Regions from separate parts of the Mus musculus genome. Here regions 1, 3 and 4 are each linked to region 2. Evidence: chromatin contacts called from public HiChIP or PLAC-seq and promoter capture Hi-C data. All regions are on one chromosome and are shown on one strand. The core of a region is the stretch at or near the end of the contact, and the rest is flanking DNA. Distances in the headings are between cores, read along the strand shown.

Region 1 (2,994 bases), core at 350-2,849, 1.3 Mb after region 2:
CAATTCCTAACAACCACATGATGGCTCACAAGCATCTGTACAAGTACAGTGTACTCATATACATAAAATAAATCTTAAAAAAAAAAAAAAAACTTACATCCTGACTATGGACAGGATAATGTAAGAATTCTATCAGTATGTCAACATCATTCATCTCATTCATCCACAGTGACAATCAACTCTTTTTTGACTGTCTATAAGAAGCATTAGTTATAAGACTCAGCAGTGGGGTGTGACATCCACTGAGAACTGCTAACTCTGTGCCCTTTTCATTAACAGTGAGGCATGCAACTGCCTTCCCATGGTTCCTAGAATGACTTATTTATAAGGTGACTATGTGACTAATGCTCTCAGAAAGCAGAGTTCTAACAGTTTTGTCTCTCATCCCAAATTCTTTCCCATTGTTCACTGAGGTGAAGGGTTAGGTTGCTAAAATGAAGGAAGTGTGGTCGTTTGACTAATGTCTCTATGAGAAACAGGGGGAGGTTTCAACACTCATCATTAAGGCCCCAGAGACAGCACATGCTATCCACTGGGCAATGGCATCCAGGCCCCATATGCTAACCAACAGCTCCCAAGAAGCCCCATGGTCCCAGAGAGGCCATCACCAGCACTTTCCACGTTCAAAAAGAGAAATTCCAAGACTCTCAAACTTTGAAATACATGCAAGATACAAAGTTTTGTTTTAAGCAAACAGGGCAACTTCCTTCTCTCACCTACTCACACAAATTGACAAATGTAACTTTTGGCTGTTTCTGTAGCAACCCCTGGGATATTTACTTCTTGTAACACTTAGATGCCCCTGTCATTGAACTTTTGTAAGAACTTGTGTTGCTTGAGGAAGGCTGTTTCAGGAGTACGTATATCTTCCTAAGGGATAAAGGACGGTCTAGGGACCATCACCTGCTAAAAGCCTTCCTAAAGCTGCAGCACTCAGCAAACTTTCTTTGGCAAGACACAGTTGCTTTGCGGAGAGAGGAGGCTGTTGCCGGTGTACACTTTGCATTTCCTCCTGGGCCAGTCACACCCCGGCAACTGAGTTTCTCAAAGAAAGCCTCCTCCCCCTTGCAGAAGGGTCTTCCCCGCCTCACCTCAGAAGGAAACAGCAAGCCTCCGCATCAGACAAGCCACTTTCACAAGTTAAAACTTTGCATAAAGTTTCATTGATGTGGGAACGCCCTGCCTCCAGCTAGGTAAAGCGTATCTCAAACGTATTCCAGTCTCGCCTAACCCTGAATGAGAATTGTGCTCCTCCTCCGTTGGTGGGAACAAATTCACAGTCTCGCCCCAGTTTCCCGCCACCACCACCTCCACCTCCGCCACACCGCAGTCCCACCGAGTCACACAAGTCAGAGAGGGACCACTTCCTCCTAGAAGCCGAGGCAGAGGACCAGGTCGCCAGGACGCACACACCTGAGATCGGTCGTCACGCGCAAGGGGTCGGCGAGCAAGGGAGTCAGGATCCTCCAGCCAGAACGGAGTCGGCCTCACCGAGAACCAGAGTGGCCCTGAGCTCGCGGCGAGCGCGCCGGGATGTCACCGGGTCAGGCGGGGCCACCGTAACCCGACCCGCCCGCCGACGCCCCTCCCGGCCACTTCCTCCTCCCCTCGTGCGCCTCCGCCTCCCCGGGGGATGATCCGGCAACTCAGCCACCGCCTTCGCCGCGACACCGCGGCCCGGGCGACTCTGCCCGGCAGGGAAATGCGGAAGTGCAGCCGGTGGGAAAGGGCGGCTGCAGACCCGGCGCTCTGGGTCTCGCAGGGACGTGGGCTGGCCATGCCCGAGGTTATCGATCCTGCCCTGAGCCCCGGCGGAGCACGACTCCATACCCTGCCACTCCTTGCTAGCTGGAGGAAAGAAGAGAGGGCTGAGCTAGGCCGGGGAAGCCGCTGTGGTGTTGGGTTTCTGTCCCTCCCCACGCGGGCCACTCCTGCCATCTGCCCTAGGGGGAGGACGTTTCCCCCGCCTGCTGCCTACCGGGGTTGCCTTACCTGATCACCCGTCGCGCGCCCTTAGATCCGGCGTCCCCTCCTCCGCGCCTCCCAGCCGCCAGGCTTCCCTGGGCCTAGAAAGGCGTCTAGGAGTCGGGGGACTCTAGGGACTCGGCCTGCAGCTCTCGGCCCAGATACCCCAGCGTGTTCTGTGGGCGCTCCAGGCCTGTGGACCCCGGGCCTGAATGTTAGCACCGGGACCCGCTGAGAAGAACAAGCCAAATCAGCAAGGGTGGGATGCTGAGCGCTGGCCCAGCGGGCCGGGCCTCGTACAGGTGGGGGGAGGCGGAGAACCCTGGCTGCGGAGCCACAGGCTTCCCACTTGCACCCCCTCCCAACCCGACCCTGCCCACTGAGCATGCCCAGCTCACTTGTTGCAACTAAAAGGGTTAAGCAAAACCAAGGGTACCCAAGGAGGGCTCAGTTCGGGTTCCGAAAGACCCCACTTTAAATCCTGAGATTATGGTGTTGAAAAGTAGGCAGGGACTGATCCGAAAAGCTCCTCGTGCCAAATTAGTTTGAAGGAAATTGTAGCAGTGTTTAGTAATCAATTGCTAAGTCACATACATAGTATTCTTAAACCCTGTAGAAATGCCTATAGTTTGGGGTCACAAACTCACAGTAACTTATGGCAAACAAACCCTCTGTAAAGGCAAAAGAACTTGTTCCTGGCCTTGGACACGCTAAATTTACGAACTAAGCTTCTGTCGCTGTACCACTGAAAGGGTTTGGAAATAAGCCAGGGAATCTTTAGCGTTTAAAATGTGCCTTTCACAGTACAGCTATGGTGCCTGGTACAGCATCACCTGAGAACTTGGCAGAAATGCAAACAATCTGAGCTAGTGGCTACCTGAGTCCCAAACATCCGAGTTCCAGCTCCAGACCTAACCAAGCATTACAGAGGTCCAGATTCACACTAAGGGTTGAGAGCTGATGTTCAATAGCTCGGTCCTAAAGGATTCTAGTTTGAGAGCCCTAGAAGTAAGCCACTGACTTTCGGTT
Region 2 (3,154 bases), core at 458-2,957:
AGGTTCAAAGTGTGCCCAAGGTCAAACCAGTGAGCCTCAAGGGCTGACAGTTGAAGCAAGTGTTACCGAGGGCTCTGTTGTATTGTTTCAGCCAGCAGGGATTACAGATTGGTGATCTTGCCTTGATCTGACCTGAACTTTCCTCGCCTGATCGCCACCAAACATAACTACAAGGACCCTCTAATGAACGATCCAAACACAAAAGAACCAAAAACCTTCTCTGCCTTTTTGCTTACACAACACCTGAAGGCTCTTTTCTAGCTGTTCCTTGTACACACACGCCTGTAAAGCTAGCTTGTTTGCAGCTTTTGCAAAGGCCCGATCTTCCACTTCCTTTGCAACCTTCTGCAGTGTTGCAGCCAGCGACCCAATAAATGCCCTCTACATGAAAGGACCTGTAGGGATAAAAAATACTTTATGTTTTCCCCATTTATTGGTGTCATGATTTTACTCTTGCTTTGTGATAGGACTGTGCATTATAAGCTTCTAGAGGGCAGAGAAAATGGCTTGCTGCTTCCAAACACTAAGCGGGCACCATGCAAAATTTGATCCTTGCATGCCTTTTTTGATGCTCCAGATAATATTAGCACACTGGGGTGTTTTTGTGTTTCTAAGGACCAAAGTTGTCAGCCTCTCTGCGGCGGAGAATGTTCCTTCCTTCCTACTGTAAGCTCCCGTGGCGCCTAGGACAGGGCGGGATTTTTGCAGAAGCCCCCCCCCCCCCCACCCCCCAGACTTGCTTATTTTTATTACCAAGGAAGCCGACTGCGAAAATGGCAAACGCTTGCATAACCCTAGACCCTGCGAGGAAATGAGCATAGTGGAAGGGGATCAGAAGACAAGGCAACGATGGCCTGGCTGAGGCGGAGCATTGAGTATCCACCCCTGTGCCTGACACGCAGGGCTGGAGATGAGTGCAGGAGCCCCCGCAGTTCCCGGCTCGGCTGCCTGCTGTCCGCCCGCCCCGCGCCCCGGGAGCTGTCCAGACGGCCCCGCCCGCGCCTACCTGGCCGCTCCCCGTGCCGCGCGCCTCCCCCGCGTCCCGCCAGCCCGGCTCGCAGCAGCCCACAGCCCGGGCGGCCCGAAGGGTCGGGGGTCGGGGGCGGCGGGCGAGCATGGCTAGGCGGGCGGAATCCCTGGGGCCGGGCGCCTGCAGGGGGCGCGAGGAGCGCCCCGCCCCGCCGCCGGCCCTCTCCCTCCCGGCTCCCTGGATCCGCGCCGGGAGGAAATGATGTGTTGCTGCCTGGTTAATCACAGCTCCAGACACTCATTGGCCGAGCGCTCCGCAGCCACTTCCTCCTCCTCCTCCTCCCGCTCCTCCCGCTCCAGCTCCCGGTCGCCGCCGCCGCCGCCGCCGCCCCCAAGCGCTGGGGGAACTTTGCCGCCGCCGGCTCCCCGCCGCCCCCAGCCGAGCCCCGCGCCGCCGCAAGTTTCCTCCGCCCTCCTCCCCGCCCTCCGCCTCCCGCCCCGCGACAGCCGTCTCCCCGGCTCCAGCCCGGTGCCTGCCGCCAGCCTGCGCCCCGGCCCCGTGGCCGCCAGCCTCCCGCCCCGCGCCGCGCCGTGCCGCGCCGCGCTGCACTCCGCCGCCGCCGCCCGGGCCACCCGCCCGCGGCCCGCGGAGTTCCGGGCTCCACGCCGGCTGCAGCGCCCCGCCCCGCCCCGCGCCCTCCCGCGCCGCCTTGCAGCTCCCGGTCGCCTCGAGCTCTCCGCCTCCCCGGGTTCAGCACCCGACCGCCGCTGGACCAGAGGTGAGAGCAGGTCGCCGGCCACGCCGCCGGAGCTGGGGACCGAGGGAGGAGGGAGCTTAGCTGGAGGCGAGACCGGGATCGGAGGTGGAGGGTGGGCGTCTCGGTGCCTCCCCCTCGCTTTCATTCTTTCTCCGGCAAGCTGCGTGCCCTCTCGACGTGGGGGGAAGCCGCGGCGGAACGAAACCGACTTGCTTAGGGCCTTGGCTGCCGGTGGGATCCGGGGTGGACAGAGGCTTGGAGTAGGGGGTTCGGGTGTGCGTTGGATGAACTCCTGCAGGGTGTGCGCCTCGGACTTATAAATCGATCTGGCCTCACGGCCCCGGGCTCACCTTCTAAGCTGAGCTTGGCAGACTAAAGAGATTGGCCAGTCACCCCCACCCACAAAATATCCATCTCTTCCAAGAGGAATTTTCTGCTGGAGAGACAGCCAATAAACTCTGTTCAACTCCCTCCCTCCCTCTGTCCTTCCTAGCTGCAGTTTCAAAAAGCTTCAAAGCCAGGAATGTGGGATTCATCTTCCGATCCCCAGAAGGCAGATGTGGTTACAGATGTTGCATAGTACTTTGCCAAGTTTAAAACCCTTCCTTCGACACTAACCAAAACAGTGAGGCTAGAACCTTGGGCGCGCTGGGGAGAATTGTGGGCCTGTGGGTTCACTACGTGCATGGACTTCTGTCTGGTTCAGAGACTGGCTTGGCTCTGTCCAGTTTGTGCCAGTTACGTCTCCCACCCTTCCCTACCTCCCTCTTCCCCTGGAGATCTGAACGTACCTTGCACGGCAGAGGAGCTATGGAGGAAGGTACTTGGGCAAGAAAACACCCATTTTTGTTGCAGAAGAAAAGTGTGTTGGTTAAAAAGTTGCCATTAATTTGGTGTTTGGAGAGAGACGGACGGTAATGCATTGGATTTGCTCTCTTTATTGGCTTTTCTTCTTTGCGGTTTGTGCGATTGGTGTGAGATGATGGGAAACGTCTCTGGTCCCATACATGTTTAATGCGATTGCATATATATATATATACATACACATATATATGTTTTTTGTTTGCATAGATATATAATTTCTGAAAAAAATCCCTCAAATAGAAACATAACGCAGTGATTTTAAAGGATCCAGTTCTTGAGAGGCAGACTGCTCTGACAGCCCAAGGGAAGGCGGTGGCAAAAAATAGACACCACCTCCCTTTTCCCCAAAAAATTCTTCCTGGAAAGGTGGTGTTAAGAAACTTCAGAGATGGGCTCATCCAAGTGGCAGGCCTTAAATGGAAACACTATAGTATGTCCTGGCACTAGTCTCTGGAGGTGGGTTGCTGGCCGGGGGCCCAGGCTCGGGCAGGCGGCAGACACTAGACTTGTGCTGACCTCAGACAGTGCCTTGCCATGCAGCTCTACAGTTGGCACACTGCTTA
Region 3 (3,007 bases), core at 29-2,528, 1.6 Mb before region 2:
AAATGACCGAGGTAAGGCTGACATTCTCAGAGCATGCAAAAAGACCTAGTCTGCCAGCTTTTTTTTCCTTCCTAATGAAGCAGCTTTGTGAAATCTCCCCATGTGTTAATACTAATGAAGATCCTCCAGCACAATTAAAATCACAGCCAGTGGCTGAGGAGGAAACATAAAACAATAGCATCTTTTAGGATACATCTAGCCACATATGCACGCATAAAATAATACATGGGCAAATCATTCTCTGAGAACTACATTTTTACTTGGTCTTCATTCTGAAAACTAAATTATCTAATTTGTAATTACACAAACTTCAAGAGTTTATTGTGTTCTTAATAAACACCTTAATATATATATATTTTAAATGACCTTTTTGTCTTCGTGGGTAATAACGTGTACCTAGGTTAAGGGGTTTTTTTTTTTTTTTTAACTCGTTTTTAGGAGACTGCGGGTACACTGTTGGAGGGAACGGGGTGTTCTTTGCCTTTAGTTTAACTTGATTGGTTGAAGGGAATTGGGGAGTGGAAGGTTAAAAATTGAGACAGCCAGCTGACATTCTGGGGCTCTGATGGAGCACAGCACGTTTAGTTGGTAATGGGCTATTAGTCTTTTAAAGTGTTTAGTTCTTACAGTTTAACTAGCTTTTTTTTTTTTCTTAACCGAAACTAGAAAAAAAAATGAGATTACGGCTTACAGATTATACAAATAACTGTAAAAGAACTTAGTGTTTATTCATTTGAATATTATTGATTCACACCATGAACATCACAAGCATTTAAATTCGTCCATGGAAAAGCATTAGTAGTTTACCTTGAGATCGCCTTGCGCCCTGCTTTTTAAAGCCCTAGCATGCACAAATTCTTGGCATATTAATTTAGCGTGTAGACTCCAACACAATTCCTAGTTTACAAACATAAAAGTTGGTGGAGATGGCTTATCTGTGTTCCCTAACAGTCCGTTTAAGTTTTTTTTTTTTTAAATTAAGTATTCAGTTCTGTCCCCCCCTCCCCGCCCCCCGAAAAGCAAAACAAAACATGTAAGTTTCTTAACTTTTTCTTGGGACGAGGAGCGGTGCAAACTCAAAGATACAGTATTCTTGGAATGAAGAAGCAGCCCCCTCCCTTGGCTCCTTTTAGAGCTGATAGGTCATTTATTATTGGAACTGAAATGGTATAAACAATTCTCTCGCTCTTTTTTCCCTTGTTAACAGCAACTTTCATTGTTAGAGAGAGGAGAGAGAGAGAAGCCTTGTTGGTTGACGTCACTTGGTTCATGAAGCCTTCGCCTAGAAGTGAAGCTGCTGAACAAACCTTGAGAAGAATCATCTCCTGCTTCAATCTGCTGCTGGATAGGAACTAATCAGAGAGCGAGCGGCGGAAGACGGGGACGGAGGGAGCCAGGGCTTTCGCGATCACGGATCTCACCTCCACTCCAACTCCCTAGACTTTCTGGCAGGAATTAGAAGAGAAATAAGGAGGCGGTGGGGATTCCGAAAAGCTTAACCCGCACCCGGGAAGGGCGAAAATCCCTTCCCCCGCAACTCAGTTCGAAAGTGAAGGTGAGTTTGAGAGCCGGGGTGCGGGGGTGCGGGCGAGGTGGGTTCCGGGCGGAGAGCGGCGGCTGCGGGCTGGAGCCCTCCCGAGGCGCCCGCCGCTGTTTACCCGCGCCGCCCGGTGTGGCTCTTTGTTGTGCGGCTGCGACGCAGCGGTGGCTCTGGGGTCCCGACTAGAGTCCCGGGCGGAGGGCGCGGGGCGCGGGGCCCTGGTACCGGGCGGGGTGTGTGTGTGGGGGGTGCGGGCTCCGCGGAACGGAAACTTTGCTGGGAGTGCGGGCGCGGGCGGGCGGGCGAGCGAGCGGCCGGGCGGGCCTCGTCCCTCCATTGTGCCCGCCGCCCTCGCCGCCGGCCTCGCGGCGTCCTCCAGCCCGGCCCGCTGCGGCGCCCCGCGGGGCAGCTCCCGAGGCGCCGGGCCCTGGCCGCCCCCGCCTCCGCCCGGGGCCCGCAGCCTCGCTCCCGCCGAACCGCGCCAGGCCGCTGGGGCTCCGGAGCCGGGTGGGGGTGGGGCCGCGGCCCCGGGCGGCGGGTACCGGGCGGCTCGGCTCCGGGAGGGCTCCGGGCGTCCTGGGGCCGCGGCGGCCTGGCGGGCTGGGCTCCGGGTCCTCGGGCTCCGCGTCCTCCCTCCCCCGCGACGCCCCGCTCCCCTCCCCTAAAGTAGTTCCGCGAACCCCAGAATTGGGATCGGGAAAGGCTAGGAAGTGTGCCGGGACTCGGAGCCGGCCCCGCGGGGTGGGGGCTGGCTCCTCTTCCCCTCTCCTCCGTGTTTATCTTTTGTGTGTTGTTTCCTTGTGAAGCGAGAAGCAGCTGCAGTCCGTGGCCGAGTTGTTGAAATTTATCCCTTTGTGTATATTACAATATCCTCCATTTTTCCCCCTGCCCTCTAAACAACAAGCGTTTCGCCATCTTGGGCAATTTTTATTCCCAAGTCTGTCTGTCTCTTTTAATTTTTAAGGAAGGGAAAGGAGCCATAGAAATGAAAAAAAGTGTGCCTGGATAAGGCTCAAAGTTAGGAACGGTTCAGGGGGCCATGTGACGTCATGTAAACTTTTATCAAGAAAATTTCCCCAAAGTGGTTTTTTGTTTTCCTCAAAATTTTCTCGTTTTTCGGAATCGTGTAACTTAGAGGCTAGTGATAAGTTGTGCACTTTATTTTTGTATTTTGCATTCAGAACGGATCGCAAAACCATGTTTGGTAACAAGTGGAAGATTATTTTTTTAAAAAATGATCGAAACTTTTTACTGTGTCACTTAGTATCCACCTAGTTTTGTGCACGAGGGTTTTAAAAAAATTTTTTAAGTGTATTTGTAACAATATAGTTCTTTTCTTGGGAGGTTCCACAGATCTAACAAATTGAGAATAGTTACTATTTATATATCCATCACTTGGGGTGTCTACCTCCCCTTTTACAATTGTGTTCTCCTCTTTCGTGCTATTTACATTTTAAAAGAATTATA
Region 4 (2,700 bases), core at 20-2,519, 1.4 Mb after region 2:
CAGGACTGCACAGAGAAACTCTGTCTCGAAAAACAAAACAAAATCAAAATAGGATATATATCTCCATTATATATTATATCCACATATAATATATATTATATCCACATATATATAGTATAATATATATACATATATTATTACATACATATATATTAATATATATATATATATTATACACACATATAAATGAGATCAAAGTATTTGAAAATAGGCTGGAGATCATAAAGTTGTATATAGAGTAAATCTTCATACACTTGCATTCTTTGCCAAGAACAAAACCAAGTAAACACAAACTCCCACCCCAAAACCCTCATACAGTTTAACAAAAGTTAGAATAGTAAGAATTTTAAAATGTTAATATTTTGCCAATATTTAACGATCGTTGAATTTAAAACTCTGTGACATGCTCAATGATACATGTAGAAACGTTTTCTGCCCTAAGATTCTGTGATCAGTGGAACTATCTTCAAATACAATGTATGTAAGTGAGATTTAAAAACTTAAGGAGAAAAACAAAAGAATTCTGTTTCTTTTCCTAATTTTTAAATATATATATAAAAACAGAATTGACACAAGAATTACTCATGTGTAAATATATCCTAGTATAGTATAACAGAACACCATAATATGTGCTTGCATTGGTGGTTCAGTGGTAGAATTCTCGCCTGCCACGCGGGAGGCCCGGGTTCGATTCCCGGCCAATGCACTTGCCTTTTTGTTTCAAATCTTGTTTTTCTAAAATATTAACATTAATGAAGAAAGAAACTACGAATTTTTCTTCCTAGCATTTCGTTTCACTTGTTTTCCCAGCAATCACTAGAGTGAGTTTTCCACACTGCAGATTTTTCACGGCCTTTTTGTTTTCGGTTTTCGATGTTGTAGTGGTGGGCAAAATGTACAAGTGAAAATCTTTTCTTTGAGAAAGAATGAAAAACAGAATTCCGGCTGCTTGGAGATGCCGGGGATTGAACCCGGGACCTCACACATGCGAAGCGCGCGCTCTACCACTGAGCTACATCCCCCAGCCGCTAACTGCTCTCTTCATATGCCTACTTATACAAAGAACCCAACGCTCCTCTAAACCAAGGAGTCAGTCTGACTTTAGCAGATTCCACAGTGCATTTCTTTTTTATAATCCTTTCTCAGGCTCTGCTCGTGGTACATCTGAACCGACCCGGTGCAGGGAGCCCGCAGCTAAACTCAGCGGCCAGGAGAGTCGCAACCAGGCGGTCAACGCCAGGTTCCAGTTGGAGCCGGGAGCCTTGAACTGCCAGAGGGGCGGGACCGAGCGCAGCCCAGCTCTTTGATCCTACTGCGCAGGCGCCAACGATTCCTGGCGGGTAGCATAGGTTCTGAGCTTTTCTTTCAGCTAGGTTACAGACTGGGTCCTCTACAAGTCGGCTAGTTCGCTGGGCCAGAAGAAAGGAACTGCGGACACCATTCAGGTGACTCAAGAGACTTGTTGCTGTATATGCCTGTCTCTGCATTTAAAACTTTTGTGGATTTATCTGGGTACCCTGCACTTTTGGAAACCCCCTATGTCTCAGGAAAGCTGCGTAAAATCTATGGTTTACCTAGTGACGTTAACATTTATGCTCTGCTGTTTGGAGGACCAAATGCCCGTAGATTCTTTTAGATGGAGGTTACAGTCAACTCTTGCAGCAGAAAATGATTTTGCTATTTGCTCCTCCTTTGCATGATTCTCAACTTGAAACAAAATGATGCTGTCCCCTTCTTGGTGGCTTAGACTTGTATAAATGTTAAGATAGGGTGGAGAACCTGCTGTAGACGGCTTTTCATTCCTTTTCTATTTACACCTTGGGTCAGTCGGACTGACTGATATATATATATATCGTTTAATGTCCTCCATCTACCCTGACCTAACCGCACCTCAGCCCTAAAGTTCCAGGTGGTTGGATGCAAGCTAGATGGTTCGATGGGCTATGAATGAAAAGACGAGTGTATCTCTTCCAGGTGTATTTAAAACTGATTCCATTCCAGGTGAGGCTCAGTGGTAGCAGGGTAGGTATATGGTGTAGGCAGAGCAGCATCAGGTCGTTTCCATTTAACCTGTTAGGCTGAGGCCATAAAGCTGCGGCAGCGTGAAGGCCTGAAGTTTCCTCACCCTTCGCTTGTGCTCTCCAAAAGGCAGAGCAGAAAGCAGAAAAACGTCAAAAGTCACTGGGTAAACCACCAGCTTCATAATCACATCCTGTGTTAAGAATAAGCAAATGTCCACATATGCTTACAGCCATTTAAACAAATGATAACTCTGATTTTGTTAACTAGAACAAAGCCACACGTGGATCTAATTCAGCTATAATAAGGAATGTTTCAAAAGAAGTGGGGGAAACCAGTGGGCCGTTATCAAGGAGGCTTGCTCTATACCCAAGAATATCCCTGCATTCCTTTCCAAGACACTAGAACACACATTTCTTTCTTTCTTCTTCTTTTTTCTTTTATTATTCTCTAATATATTACATATAGACAACAGCTTTCCCCTCCCCTCTCCAACTCCCCTCTCCCCCATCTATTCCCCTATTCCCCTACCCCTGTCAGTCTCTCCTCAGAAAAAAAAAAAAAAGCAGGCTTCCCAGGAACATCCACCAAACGTGGTATAACAAGCTACAATAAGACCAAGCACAAACCATCACATCAAGACAGGAGCAGGGAACCCATAGGGAGAAAAGGGTCCCACAA

Evidence for each region. Promoter capture Hi-C pulls out the DNA fragments that hold promoters and counts their contacts. HiChIP or PLAC-seq counts read pairs in DNA pulled down with a chosen protein or histone mark.
Region 1: a contact with region 2 is called in a promoter capture Hi-C map of liver, with 6 times the contacts expected there. The contact joins the promoter of Gpd2 here to the promoter of Acvr1 in region 2. A contact is called at or near these places in 3 of 39 promoter capture datasets (embryonic stem cells and liver) and 3 of 115 datasets of contacts at active chromatin or transcription factors (the SCID.adh cell line, embryonic stem cells and stem cell-derived neural progenitor cells).
Region 3: a contact with region 2 is called in an H3K27ac HiChIP or PLAC-seq map of extraembryonic endoderm stem cells, with 7 times the contacts expected there. The contact joins the promoter of Baz2b here to the promoter of Acvr1 in region 2. A contact is called at or near these places in 1 of 39 promoter capture datasets (liver) and 2 of 115 datasets of contacts at active chromatin or transcription factors (embryonic stem cells and extraembryonic endoderm stem cells).
Region 4: a contact with region 2 is called in an H3K4me3 HiChIP or PLAC-seq map of stem cell-derived neural progenitor cells, with 5 times the contacts expected there. The contact joins the promoter of 4930555B11Rik here to the promoter of Acvr1 in region 2. A contact is called at or near these places in 1 of 39 promoter capture datasets (liver), 1 of 484 Hi-C or Micro-C datasets (forebrain) and 1 of 115 datasets of contacts at active chromatin or transcription factors (stem cell-derived neural progenitor cells).

The regions. Positions count from the first base shown.
Region 1 is chr2:57,236,987-57,239,980 of GRCm38.p6, reverse strand. Gpd2 (glycerol phosphate dehydrogenase 2, mitochondrial) reads right to left here and starts at 1,599. Exons shown (of 17, transcript NM_010274.3): 1 at 1,414-1,599.
Region 2 is chr2:58,565,381-58,568,534 of GRCm38.p6, reverse strand. It overlaps Acvr1 (activin A receptor, type 1), which reads left to right and starts at 1,707. Exons shown (of 12, transcript NM_007394.3): 1 at 1,707-1,748. It also overlaps a transcript of Upp2 not described here.
Region 3 is chr2:60,124,011-60,127,017 of GRCm38.p6, reverse strand. Baz2b (bromodomain adjacent to zinc finger domain, 2B) reads left to right here and starts at 1,278. Exons shown (of 36, transcript NM_001001182.3): 1 at 1,278-1,555.
Region 4 is chr2:57,180,400-57,183,099 of GRCm38.p6, reverse strand. 4930555B11Rik (RIKEN cDNA 4930555B11 gene) reads right to left here and starts at 1,269. Exons shown (of 4, transcript NR_040633.1): 1 at 1,175-1,269. BB557941 (expressed sequence BB557941) reads left to right here and starts at 1,346. Exons shown (of 3, transcript NR_040356.1): 1 at 1,346-1,445. n-TAcgc8 (a tRNA gene) reads right to left here and starts at 1,022; the gene lies at 951-1,022. It overlaps n-TGgcc8 (a tRNA gene), which reads left to right and starts at 636; the gene lies at 636-706.